Linked DNA regions of Mus musculus: region 2 is linked to region 1. Evidence: chromatin contacts called from public HiChIP or PLAC-seq data. All regions are on one chromosome and are shown on one strand. Each heading gives the region's core, a stretch centred on a gene start, on an enhancer-like site or on the middle of the called end of the contact. The rest is flanking DNA. Distances are from core to core; before and after follow the strand shown.

Region 1 (6,809 bases), core at 3,965-6,464:
TGTGGTAGTGAGCCTGCACCCAGTGAGGGTTACTTCACAGTGAGGACCAACACACACAGGCAGCTGCCAACACAAATGTGACCACTCTAATGCCAAGGTCAAGCAGAGCAAAGGAAGATCTCTCTCTCTCTCCAGAGAAGCACTTGCTGTGGGTTTGTGGCTAGCCTGACCTGATCATGAGCTCCAGGCCAGCCACAATGGCACAGTGAATGCTAGGATTAAAGGCAAATACTGCCACACCAAAACTAAAACATTAGAATGAGCAGGAGGTCAGAAGAAGCAGGGGCCCTGGGGTAGGATTGGATGGGGTAGTGACAGATTTCTGCTCAGCCTGGTGGGACTGCATGGAGAGGGGTGCACAGGAAAGGGTGCCAGCTCTTTTCCTTCTTTTCCTTCCTGTAGAGGTGGTTTGGTACTCAGGGACTCATGGATGCTAGGCAGTGCTGGGAGTGAGTGATGGTGTGATCCCTGAGGTAACCACTATAGACCTGAGGGCTGGCAGCCCTAAGACACACATGAATAAAAAAATAAACATTAAGAAGACTTAAGCCAGGTGGTTCTCATGATGATATTTTAAATCCATGTATTTATGCATGGCTCATGTAATACTTTTTAAATAAACAAATGTAGAGATTGTTGGTAATGTCACCTGAGATCTCCAATACTAGAAGGAGGGAGATAGCTCAGTAGGTAATGCCATTGCTGTACAAGTGAAAGACCCACAACGTGAGGACTCCCCCAAGTTCTGACTCAGGATAGGCGACACCCCAAATCACTCATGAGAAATGTTCTTGATGCAAATTGCAAGAGGTATATTAGAAAGGCAAAAACTGCAAACACCTGGCAAAAACTGCAAACACTTGGCAGCCTGGAACAATGGGGCAAGTTCTACTCCCTGCCATTAGAGAGGCCTATTTTGGACACAGTTCTAGGGGCTTAAATAATTTTTCACTCTCTCTCAGGATCTTTCAATCCCCACTCTTTCTAGTAAATAGTTCTAATCTTAGAACTAGACACAGTTTTCTAACACACATGGAAAAGCAGAAGCATAATACAAGGGCCTTTCCACTGAATCTCAAGGTTTTCTGTGCGGTGGTGTCTAATGTAGAGCGAATCTCTATCTTGGAAGCAGTGTGGGGCTTTCAGGTCTTCTTTCAGAGCAGCATTTACAATTAGCTTCTAGCAGGACTTCTCAAGCCACACTAGACTTCTAACTACAGGTGCTGGGCTCCAAAGACCAATTGATACTGTCTGTTTTTTCTCTTTCACCAAATTATCGCCAGATAGTCAGAAAGTACTGCTTTTTCAAACCCGTTCTCTCATGTGTAAATCATCTCTAGCACACACAAGCACCTATGAGAATTACCTTCGCTTCTCTAGATTTTCACATAGCTCTAAACACATATAAAAAAACACACAAAACAGCCGGCCATGGTGGCGCCCGCCTTTAATCCCAGCACTTGGGAGGCAGAGGCAGGCGGATTTCTGAGTTCGAGGCCAGCCTGGTCTACAAAGTGAATTCCAGGACATCCAGGGCTATATAGAGAAACCCTGGCTCGAAAAACAAAAAAACAAAACACACACAAAAAAGACCACAAAACAAAAACCAACAGATCTAGACACACGTGACCCTTTTGTGTCCTCCACAAGCAGGCCAGCTTCAACAACAGAACTCGGTCCCTCTGATCGATCTCCGGAAACTACCAGACAGCCCTGGCTCTCCCAACTTCCCAGGGCATCCCCCAGGGTGGCAGCCTGTAGGTCCTCTTAGTAAGTCTGCGGACCACAGTCCTCCGGTCCTTAAGGCCTGAGAGGACAGCTGCAAACAGAAAGCACGCGTTTCAGAAAACATCATCATCTACAAACCCAAAGACATCTTTGTCCACTTCCACTGGGACAACCAAAACCAGAGAAATGACCCAGAGGTCTCTGAATCAGATGGGTGGTTCACGACAAGAGGGTAACAATTTCACTACCGACCAACAGATGGGACGAAGGTCCCTACATATGGGACAAAGGTCCCTACAGATGGGCCCTACAGGTGGGACAAAGGTTCCTACAGATGGGACAAAGGTGCCATGAAGTCATCTCTGCTACTGGGTGACTCCTGGGGAGAGGTGAACAATGTCTAGACAGCCCACAGAGAGTACCACCACAGACCAAAGACACCCTCCCACCAAGGTATGACTCAGTGGATCAGGGAGTGTGTGGGGTTACTTGGCAGAGCAGTGACTCAAAAGCTGCTTCAGCATAGAAAACCCCACCCCAGGGCAAGTGAGGATTCCTAAAGGCTACATGCCTGGAGCTTTCTTCTGGACTTGCAGGGGGCTCAGCACAGCATGAAGGCTAATTCTGATTGTCTAGTTGGTTGGATCTGAAATTAACTATGAGACAAACCTCTGTGTGGGTCTATAGAGGTGTTTCTAGGGTGGGTGAAGATTCCCAGAGGAGACAGAAGTTAAAGGAAAATACACTGCTATTTGTTTGCCTACCTTCATTCCTTGCTGGTAAGTGTGCCTGTCTCATTTCTTTGAGAAGCCCAGTTTCTTCAGCCTTTCAATATGGGCTGAAGCCCAGAGACTCTCCAGGAATGCCCAAGGCCTTCAACACCATATTGGAACTGCTAAGTCATCCAGCTCATGGATAGAGGAACCACTGGGTCCATATCATGGAAGTCAATGCAACCAGTCTTCCTTATGATATGTATTCTGTCTCAGATCCTCTCCTAAAGGACCCTGACTAACACATGTGTTACTGTGTGAACTCCTGGAGGGTGGGTGTTCCTGTCTCTGTCTCCCATGTAGGGAGCTGGTATGACTGGCTGGAACCTCCATCTGTGAACTTCTCTGATGCTCCCTTCTGGAGCAACAAATGCCACTATCCTTGAATCAGACAAGGCAGTATGACATGACAGAGTAGGCAGCTGCCCTTTAAGATGCAATTTCAGCTACTGCAGAAGGAACACAACTCCACTTCCCACAGCTCCCATACCTACACCTCCCACACCAAAACCTCCCACAACTTCCACTCCTATATCTCTCATGTCTTTACCACCCACACCTTTACCTCCCACACCTTGGTGACCTCCTACAGTCACTTTGGTTACAGAGCAAGAGGTCAGGTTCCATTTGCAAATCTGACCTGCTTGCTCTTCACCTTAGTGTCCCCAGACTGGAAATGCTGGTGACAGCTACTCTAACTCACTCTCTGTAATATGAGAAGGTGGTACTCAGGGTCCCTGCTCCTTGCCTACAACCTCCTCCTCCTCCTCCCCTCCTCTTCCTCCTTTACTTCCTTCTCCTCTCCTACCTCTTCCTCCCTATGTTTCTCCATCCTCCTTTTAACCCAAAAGAGGTGGATGACTTACAAAGGGCAAATGAGTCAGAGATAGGGAAGCAGAAAAAGAGAATGATTTTACTAAGTTATTATTCAGAGGTGCTTTCTGAGACAGAGAATAAGAGCAACCCTATCATTCACACAGCAGATACCTGGGCAGGAGATCTGTGGTGTCAGCCAACAGCCATTGCATGAGCAAGTAGGCCAGGAGCCTCAGGCTACCAGCTAGCCACCACAGAGGAGACTGCTGTGTACACACAAAAAAGGGACATTTAGCCCAATGGTCATAGAGGACACTGAGGTGGGATGGAAGCATGACCTCATCTGAGAGGATGGAGCCCTAACACTCTGTTATCCAGCTGTGACTCTGCAAGGCGAGTGCATCCTTGATGGGTGGATATAAATTGAGAGAGCATGTGAGATTTTTTTTCTGCTTATATTTTTATTTCATACTTTAAACTTTACTTTATCCTAATTTTGATGTATAGGTTTTCACTGAATATTAAGTTGTGATTTTAATCTCCTTGAGGACAAGTTGTTCTTCATGTACATACAAATTCTCTGCAGAGTCCTGTAAATATATAAACAGATCTTCTCCCAGAAAAACATCAGTCATTTTTATTATCCTGTTAATAGGTCTTTATTTTATTAGGGGCTAGAAAAGTTTAAAAAATTGACTTATTTATTGTTATATAAAGTATTATAAGGAGATCAATAATTATAATTTTACTTTTTTAAAAAGATTTATTTATTTATTATATGTAAGTACACTGTAGCTGTCTTCAGACACTCCAGAAGAGGGCATCAGATCTTGTTACAGATGGTTGTGAGCCACTATGTGGTTGCTGGGATTTGAACTCCAGACCTTCGGAAGAGCAGTCGGGTGCTCTTACCCACTGAGCCATCTCACCAGCCCTACTTTGTAATTTAGATGTCTATATCTTTTAAGGTTTGATGAGCTCATTCTACAATAGCCTGTCCCTGTGAATTATAGGAGATGTCAGTGGAATATGAGAAACTAAGAGTCAAACACCAATTTTAATACGCCTTTTAAGTTTAATATGCCTTTTAAGTATTTTCTGATTTTGAGGCCTTGGCATTATAAACTAATAAAACAAATACTGTATCATATCTTTGAAGGTTTCCCCAGGTTAGGCAAAGGTATAAATAACAATGAGAATTCAGCATATATACATACAGGAATAAAAGCAAACTTTCCCAAAGACAGGACATGTGTAACATTTGTCTGTTTTAAATCCCAGGGATATAGGCTCATCAGGGGTTAAATACCCAAGCTGAGCTAACAGATTTGCAGGAATGCAGGAGCAGTTTTCTGAGTGCAGTGGTGATTTGTAATGTAAGATCTTGCTATGTTATCTTCATAGGAAAAGCAACAAGCTTTTGTTAAGAAATTAAACTAAGCCAGGCATGGTGGCGCACGCCTTTAATCCCAGCACTAGGGAGGCAGAGGCAGGTGGATTTCTGAGTTTGAGGCCAGCCTCGTCTACAGAGTGAGTTCCAGGACAGCCAGGGCTATACAGAGAAACCCTGTCTTGAAACCCCCCCCCCCAAAAAAAAGAAATTAAACTAATCCTTACCTTCATATATCTGATCAGGAAGCACAGAATGACCTTGCACATGTCCAGTAGAGAAAAGATAATTTCTAATCTGAAGTAAGACTTGTAATTCTGAAAGTTGGGGTTCTGAAAATTGTAAAATATCTGTTCCACAGGTTTTAAAAGGGGGCTTGTCCTTCATATTTAAAAGACAATGTATCTCAGATGCCTAGTGTTCAGGAAGTTGTATTGGGAGAGTATTTGAGGTACCTCCTTAAGCTGCAGCTGCTGTGCCTTACTCCCAGAACATTCAGCAGCTTTCACCTTCAAGGTCAGTGGAGCTGTTGGGATGGGAAATGGGCAGGAGCAGAGCAGGGGTGTGGAGCAGGGGTGCAGTTTCTCCTGCCACACTCACAATTCTGTTGTGGGTATCTTACCATTTTTAGGAAGTTTGAGATTCTATGAACCTGGGGGTTTTGGTGATGCTTGAATTAATTGTATACTTGCCAGAATATTTTTCTAAATAACCTCTTCGATCCTTGGCAGCCTCTGTAGTTTGTACACAGGAGTTCTCTTTGATAAAGCCTCAATAAAGCTCCTTGAACTCAAATTCTCCCATGTTTCTTAACTCCCCTGTTTCTCTGTTTGCTACTTCATTTCCCTTTTAACAGGGGACTGAATAGACATTCCAAAAGAGCTTTGTAGATATTAGTTATATGAGGGACCATTGCAGATTTCACCGAATTAGAAAATGTAGGTTATAAAGCACCATCAAATGGCTGTAAATATTAACATTTACTGAGTAAAGTTACAATCTCCATTAATTTTACACTGAGGTATATGCAGGTTTTGATGTAAATACAGCATTCAAAATGTGTCTTCATAGGATTAAGTATTAATGTTACACCTTAGGTTTGAATGAAAAACAAAGACAAGATTGCTGCAAAGTATGGCTGAAGAGAAGATATATTGTTGGTTCTGTTAAACCAGAGAATCGCCAGAGAAAAATGAATTCCACCATGTGGGTAAGCTTTATTAGATATTACATCCTGACTAAGAGATGGACTTGGGTCACATGCTACAGGGGGTTGTATAGGCTATGAGGATTTATCATTTTCCTAAGACTTGCAACCTGCAGCATTCCAAGAAGTTACCTGTTTCTTGGGCTGGTGGTGCTTAGAGGTTATAATATATGCCAGAGGACCAGGCACAAACCTATACAGGCCCTGTGTTTATTGCTTTTTTCTCTGTAAATTCACATGAACCTGGTTCATTTGATTCAGATAGCCTTTTCTCCTTGGGTCCTCTAACACATCTGGCTATTTCATTCTTTCTCACATGCAGTTGCCTGACCTATTTTGGGGTAGGTTTGATTTAAAGGTCTGTGACAAGGACTCTTGTCTTTACTTAACATCTGTGGGTAGGTTTCTGCATCTCTTCCTGTCTGATGCAGGAGGAAGCTTCTTGGATGGTGACAGAATAAGACACTGGTCTTGAGTATAACAGAATATCATTGGGGATCACATCGTTGATATTTTTCCTTGAGTGGTAGTGTTTGTTTTTCCCCTGGGTGTTTATTTTATCTACTGTGTGGTTCCTAGCTACTCATGCAGAATTGGTTATGAGTTTCAGCTTACAGAGTAGGATTTACGTCAAAAGAGACATTGGTTAGCTTTTCTTACATGGTTTGTGCCATCATTCCCCTAGCATATCTGGCAGGTAGACAAGATTTTAGCCAAAGGTTTTGAGGCTAGGTTGCTTTTCACATTTCTCTTTTGTTAGCCTGTTTAGCAACTTCACATACCAAAGAAAATATTATATAGGCAGGAAGGTTCACCTTCTCTGTGTCCAGTGAGTTCTCTGAATGATATGCTTGGTAATAGAGAACTGCTCTCAATTTTAACAGAGCAAAGAGTT
Region 2 (7,276 bases), core at 2,257-4,756, 1.4 Mb after region 1:
ATAGTGACAAAAACTGCTAGGAAAATTGGGGCAGGAAGCAGAGTTATGAATGTATATACTCAGATTTGCAACCTGCTTGCTGCAATCTGAATCTGCCAGACAAGACATGGAAATTTTTATGACACTGGCAAGAATATCTGTGGGTAACAGGTTTTCTGTTTCAAGCTCCACAGGAAAAAAAAATCCATAGATTACAATGAAAATCTGCCTAAAAATCCGAAAAGGAAGGTCACAGGCCCTAGGAGGGAATCTACTGATGATATTTGCTTTATGTATAAATTGCCCTTGTCACACCCATAGGATGGACCTGGAGGGCATCATCCTGAGTGAGGTGACACATTCACAAAGGAACTCACACAATATGTACTCACTGATAAGTGGATATTAGCCCAAAACCTAAGATACCCAAGATATAAGATACAATTTCCTAAACACATGAAACTCAAGAAAAATGAAGACTGAAGTGTGAACACTATGCCCCTCCTTAGAAGTGGGAACAAAACACCCTTGAAAGGAGTTACAGAGACAAAGTTTGGAGCTGAGATAAAAGGATGGACCATGTAGACACTACCATATCCGGGGATCCATCCCATAATCAGCTTCCAAATGCTGACACCATTGCATACACTAGCAAGATTATGCTGAAAGGACCCTGATATAGCTGTCTCTTGTATGCCTGGGCCTAGCAAACATAGAAGTGGATGCTCACAGTCGGCTATTGGATGGATCACATGGCCCCCAATGAAGGAGCTAGAGAAAGTACCAAAGAAGCTAAAGGGATCTGCAACCCTATAGGTGGAACAACATTATGAACTAACCAGTACCCCGGAGCTCTTGACTCTAACTGCATATGCATCAAAAGATGGCCTAGTTGGCCATCACTGGAAAGAGAGGCCCATTGGACACGCAAACTTTATATGCCCCAGTACAGGGGAACGCCAGGGCCAAAAAGGGGGAGTGGGTGGGTAGGGGAGTGGGGGTGGGTGGCTATGGGGGACTTTTGGTATAGCATTGCAAATGTAAATGAGCTAAATACCTAATAAAAAATGAAAAAAAAAAAAAAGAAAAGAAAATCTGCCTAAAAATCCAGTAAGGAAGGTCATAGGCCCTAGGAGGGAATCTACTGCTGACATGTGCTTTATGTATAAATTGCCCTTGTTACAACCATAGCCTGATGCTGCTTTCAATCTGGATAAAATAAACTTTGATTGCAATGGGCAACAGCAATTTCCCAGGATCAAAATTAATTAAATATTGACATCAAGTGACAGCTGACAGCACTTCCCTCCATGGCAAATCCATATCATCACATCTAATATTATTCTTTTCCAGAATCATTAAGGAAATAGAATCTGGCAAAATCAAATTCATGTCCTCTTTCTACTAACAGGCGAGCCCAACTCCACCCATTGTTCAATACCTCTAACATATCTGGATCCTTTGTGAGAGTCTCCTTGACCTTTAACCTTCTAGTGCTCTTAGTGTTGATTTACAGTTATGGAGATTTGACTGAGCATATGGAGACCTGAAAATGGGAAAATATTGTTTAGAATGAACATGGAACTGTTCATGGAACAAAAATGAAAGATGTCAATACCCGAGCAAAGGATAAACATGAAGAGAAGATATGAAGAGAATGCCTATTTTTCTCTGAGTATTTCATTTACCCTAAAGATGTGAGAGTCAGTCACACAGTTAACACACATAAAGTCTTTTTCCGAGCAACACAGAAGAGGAGGAGGGAAGACTGGAAGAAAATTATTCTGATCCAGAATCCAGACAGTAATCCAGTAAAGTAAGCGATCAAAATTATTCAAAAGATACTGTCTCATTTTGTCTTAATCCATAGTAAAAGCCAGGCAGTGGTGCACTCCTTTAATTCCAGCACTTTGGAGGCAGAGGCAGGCGTATTTCTGAGTTTGGTCTACAAAGTGAGTTCCAGGACAGCCAGGACTACACAGAGAAACCCTGTCTCGAAAAAACCAATATCCAAAAACAAACAAACAAACAAAAATCCATTGAAAATTTTCCACTTATTAAAATATCTACTCCTGAAATCATCACCGCACAGCATGGTAGGCTGAACCTTGGAAAAATTCAAAGAAATTCAGGAAGAATGGCTACCTGGGGTACCTGTTAACATATCAATGAAGTCATAGTTGGATAGGTGCTTTCTTGGCTGCTGGTTATCTCTAGACCTGCCCCTCTATTCTCTATCACATCCTCAATTCCCCTCCCCCACCTGATGGCCTGGTTCAGTCTGGACCCAACCAGATATCTCTGAATTCACTAAAATGCCAAAAATTAACCTTACCACCAGCACAAGAACCAGGTATCTTCTTGAAGTGCTGTAGGTTGCATTTGTTAGGAAAATGATAAAGCCTCATAGGAAAGTACAATGGCCTATAAAATGCCTGTAGCATGTGACCAAAATCTATCACTTGGTCAGGATGTATTATTTGATAAACCTGGCCCACATGGAGGAATTGGTTTTTCTCTGGCGACACTCAGGTTTAACAGAACCTACTATATATCTTCAAGTCTGATAATCTGTCTCACACACATTCTCTATGAATGATTATTATTCACCTTACAGCATTTTCTTTTCAGGGTCTTCTTTTCTTTTCTTTTTTCTTTTCCTTTCTTTGTATTTATAACCACCTATTGAATTCAATTTTCATATCCTATGTTGTCCTCATTTCCTTAAGGAAATTTCTCCTCACAAGTACCTTGCTGCAATCCTGTCTTCATGTTTTATTCAAACCTAAGGTGTGACACTAATAACAAAGCATATGTAGACACATTTCTCAATGATGTATTTACATCAAAGTATGCATATACCTCTGTGTTCAGCTAACGGAGAATATAACTTTGCTTGGTTAATGATAATATTTACAGCCATACGATGGTGCTTTATAAGGAATATTTTCTAATTCTATCAAATCTGCACTGGTCCCCATATGACAAATACCTACAAAGCTCTCTCGGGATGCCTACTCAGTTCCCTAGAGAAAGGGAAATTAAATGGCAAATTGAGGAACAGGGGAGTTAAGAAAGCATTGAATTCGAGGAACTTTATTAAGGCCTTTGCAAAAACAACCCTCCCGGTATACAAACTCCACAGAGGGCCAAGGATGTACAGGGTTGTTTTATAAAAATATTCTGGCAACCATAAAATCAATTAAAACATCACCATAAACTCAATTCACAGGAACTAAAACTTCCTGATAATGGTAAGATATCCACAACAGAATTGTAAGAGTGGCAGAAAACGCACCCCTGCTCCACGCGCCTGCCCTGCTCCTGCCCGTTTCCCAGCACAAAAGCTCCTCTGACCTGGCAGGTGACAGGACCAGCTGCTGAATATCCTAGGAGGCCAGCACAGCAACTGCAGCTTAAGGAAGTTTTCAGGTTCCGCAAACACTAGGCACTAGTCTCCCTCCACGACTTCCTGACCACGAGGCAGCCGAGAAACATTGAGAATGCTGGAATGGCGGAAATCTAGGTTCCTCAGAGCCACTCCTTCTGGACCCGCCCAATACTCAGCAGCTTCCTGCCATTCTTCTAAGCCCACCTACTTCAGGACTTTTTAATTAATTAGCTTCCCGGTTCTTCAGAGCAATTTTTGTTGGTTTGGATTTTTGCTTGCTTGCTTATTTAATTCATTGATTGATTGATTCTTTGTTTTTATTTTGTCTTTTTCTTAAACTTATCTAATCATGTAGGAGGCCCAACCTCCCCATCAGGAACCACTCCTCCAACTCTGTTGTGGAAACACAACTTCTCAGGATCTACTCTCCTCAGCTTCCCACAAGGTTGCTGCCAGACTAGACCAGAACTGAATGTAGTAAGACACTGCACCTGGGTTCTGAATCCTTCAGATACAACGGATCCTGCCTAACTTCTCACAATGGGAGTCTATCCTCCTGGGCTAAAAATGCACACAATTAAGCAGTCCCTCTGAATTCTGATGCTCAATACCCAAAACAAAGTAAAGTTAAGATAAAATGTCTTTGGCTCAAACTATCAACTGTGTATGTATCTTATAAAGATAGCAATTTACATGATATCCTAGGTAAAGAATAGAAAACCCAGAGTCATTATCAAAGAGATTAAAGTGTGTAAACCACATATATCAACTGAAAGAGAACAGGAACAAAATGATTCTTGGGCTAAAGAATAATAGCAAATGCCTAAAGGAAAGGAGGACAACGTAGGATATGAAAATTGAGTTCAATATGTGCTTAGAAATAAACAAGGAAAAGATCCTGAAAAGAAAATGCAGTAAGGCAAATAATAATAACTCATAGAGAACGTGTGAGAGACAGATTATTAGACTAGGACAAAATGTAGAGGAATTGGATACCTTAGTCAAAGAAAATGATGAATAAAATGATGTTAGGTTTAGGCACAATATTATTTACTGCTTGAAGGGTGAGGCAATAAAGAAAAATTCCTTTCAAAAAGTGTTTAGATATTTGGCAAAAGAAAGAAAGAATAAAGAAAGGAAAGAAGGAAGGAAGGAAGGAAGGAAGGAAGGAAGGAAGGAAGGAAGGAAGGAAAAAATAGAAAGAGACCTACAATACATACTGAACTGTTTAGCCATTTGTTCATAGAAGATTCCCTGATTGTGCTCTATAATATTCTATGTATACCCATGCATATCTTCATAGGCTGTGGAAAGGAGACTGGAGAATTACCCAAGTCACCTTAGAGAATATGGCTGGAAGTCAACTCTTTCATGAAAGTAATGAGTTCCAGGATTCTCTTGTGACCTCTGAGGTTCAAAACCTGTTGTGATGACTGTGAGAGGTTAAAAATGGATTCTAGGCCAGCATGGAAGTAAGAGCTCAGAAGCACAAGTCTAGACCTGATGGTCTTTCTTTAGAGAACAGGGTTCTGAGCCCATGGACACCTTGTTACCCATTGTGGTGAGTTTTATATTTTCCCATATTGTGCTTATGTTAAAAAAAAAAAGAAAGAAAGAAAGAAAAATTATGTCACAAGTTCACAAGTTAATTGATTCTGCATATATGTACAGATTAACCACACTGGTGATTAATAATGCACATGAGTTAAGAAAAGAATCAATAACCTTTCCCTCAGAGATAATTTAACTAAGTCTGAGTCCAAAGTTGAATTCTCTACTACCTGTTATCTAAGGCTTCCATCCCCTGGGTGTCTAGTCAGTTAATCTAAACCTGTAACTTGCTGAATGCTGCCTTGTATATATCTCTTCCTGTGTGTCTGCCTTCTGTCTCCATGTTTGTGTCTCTCTGTGTACTCTATATATGTCTGTTGGCTTTTGTGTCACCATTGCTGGTCTTAAGAAAGACCTTTGCAATATTTTCGGGAACATCAAGAAAATGCCATTACATGGGAAAGGAATGGTATAGTATACAGAAATTTTTAACAGAGCTTGAAAATGTAAAGGAGGGAAATACCTAATTAAAAAAAATAAGCAAACACTGCAGGGTATTGACAACAAAAGGTGTGGCATTTTACAAACTGACAATAAGTCTTCATTGCTAACGAGCAGACTTACACAACTCACTGTGTATGAAGAGGTCAAGCTGGTGACTCCAAGAATATTGGCTCTTATGTTCCACAGTCCTTGTTATGGGAAGGGTTTTGCAAGCTACAAAAAGTGAAATATATACACAGAACCAACCAAAAAGACATTGATCTAAAATTTGTCCTTCCTCCAAAATATGCTAGGTCAATGATGTCATGAATTTATTGTGAATATCCAATCAATATCTAATTTGACTTAAAACCCAAAGCACCCCTGTTAAAAGTTTTATATGTGTGTGTGTGTGTGTGTGTGTGTGTGTGTGTGTGTGTGTGTGTGCACATTGCATATGGACATGAGTGTAGTGGGCATACTTGTGGACACACCAGTGTTATAAATAATGAGAAGAAGGTTTCTATATCGTTTAAAGCATAGGCCTTTCATTGGAGCAGTCTACCAATGATCATTTAAATTTCAGACTATTCAAGCCTATGACCTCATATGTAGCTTGCTCTTTACCTCTCTGCCCCTGTTCCCATCTATCTGTTCTCTTCTCTGTCTCCCACTAAATCTCTTCCACCTGCTTGCTCTTCCCTACATCACTTTTTCCATCCAGAGTTTCCACCCTCCAATTCTTGTCCCAGGAATTGGATGTTAGGTTTTTTTCTTACAAGCAATCAGATGTGAGACATCTCCAGAATTATGTGGATTACCTCTAGGCATAGAGAGCTGCCTGCCATTCAAATATCTCAGCAGGTGTGGAGACAAGTATTTACAAATGTAAGCCTGGTGATGAGACATAGAAATGACAATATCAAGATCCTGCTAGCACATAGTTCTCTACCAATATAGCAATAAACATTTAAAAATGCACAGACACACCTGCATAAAAGTTTAGGAAATTAACTTCAACCCATGTGGAGAGTTCAGAAAGGCCAAAAGAGGAAATTGGGGCCCACAGGGTATAAAGTCACTTTGATTTAGAATAGTCTGGCCCCAAATGAAGAATAATACACCTGCCCCAGTGTTCTGATTGCTGGGATTATGCCAGCAGCACTTGCATGTTTGAGGTCTATAGAGTCAAGCAATGTAATCACACTTTGTATATCTGAACAACATAATTTATATGCTTTAAAATTTTTGACTGTCTTTCTATTTACACTAACACAGCGTTAACATCCTAAGAACTAGAAACAACCATAGAATATATTTTTTCTGTAGAGAGCAAAGGGACCTCGTGGTCAAAAATAAGCTCTAAGGTAACCAGGAATAAAACCACAGAGTTCTCTCTTCAGTGGAAGAGAAGTACACTTTTTTTCTGACCAGAAGTGAGGGAATGGATGCAGTAAGTGGCATGGTGACCTGTGCTAGATGTAGTTCCACAAAACACCTGAAAGTCCTAGATTATAAAATTGTCCCAGACAATCTTCCCTTGATCATTGTTTCTCAGGCAATACAAACACGGCTTGCAGGAGTTGTAGCTTGGTGTCCTCTACACTGTATGCTTGATCCTCCTCTTGGCCCTTTAGTTTTAGAATCCAACTTTAAGAAAGACTCACATGTACTTTGCAAAAGACTTTTGAGGTAGTCACACTTTCATCTTCACATTTTCATGTGCACAGAGAATTGAGACAATTATTACCAAGAATTTTCTTTCCAAAATTATACTGTGCTTAATTATTCCTAAAATGAACCACCCTGGGGTCAGAATCTAAAAGTTACACTCAACATTGTCTACAGGAAGAATGGATAGCATACTTACTG

Evidence for each region. HiChIP or PLAC-seq counts read pairs in DNA pulled down with a chosen protein or histone mark.
Region 2: an H3K4me3 HiChIP or PLAC-seq map of embryonic stem cells shows a contact between it and region 1, with 17 times the contacts expected there. The contact joins two enhancer-like sites. A contact is called at or near these places in 4 of 115 datasets of contacts at active chromatin or transcription factors (double positive thymocytes, embryonic stem cells, extraembryonic endoderm stem cells and 1 more) and 2 of 9 other capture datasets (adipose tissue and liver).

Annotation. Positions count from the first base shown.
Region 1 is chr4:145,551,642-145,558,450 of GRCm38.p6, forward strand. No RefSeq gene overlaps it. Among named protein-coding and RNA genes, the nearest start is that of Gm13212, 30 kb to the right of the region's middle. Within about 2 kb of position 5,215, at least 11 of the 459 cell types and tissues checked have an H3K27ac peak or open chromatin away from gene starts, as enhancers often do. A contact at or near this core is called in embryonic stem cells, where this site is marked.
Region 2 is chr4:146,906,090-146,913,365 of GRCm38.p6, forward strand. All of the region lies in intron 6 of Zfp993 (zinc finger protein 845), which reads left to right. Among named protein-coding and RNA genes, the nearest start is that of Gm21411, 8.5 kb to the left of the region's middle. Within about 2 kb of position 3,507, at least 20 of the 459 cell types and tissues checked have an H3K27ac peak or open chromatin away from gene starts, as enhancers often do. A contact at or near this core is called in embryonic stem cells, where this site is marked.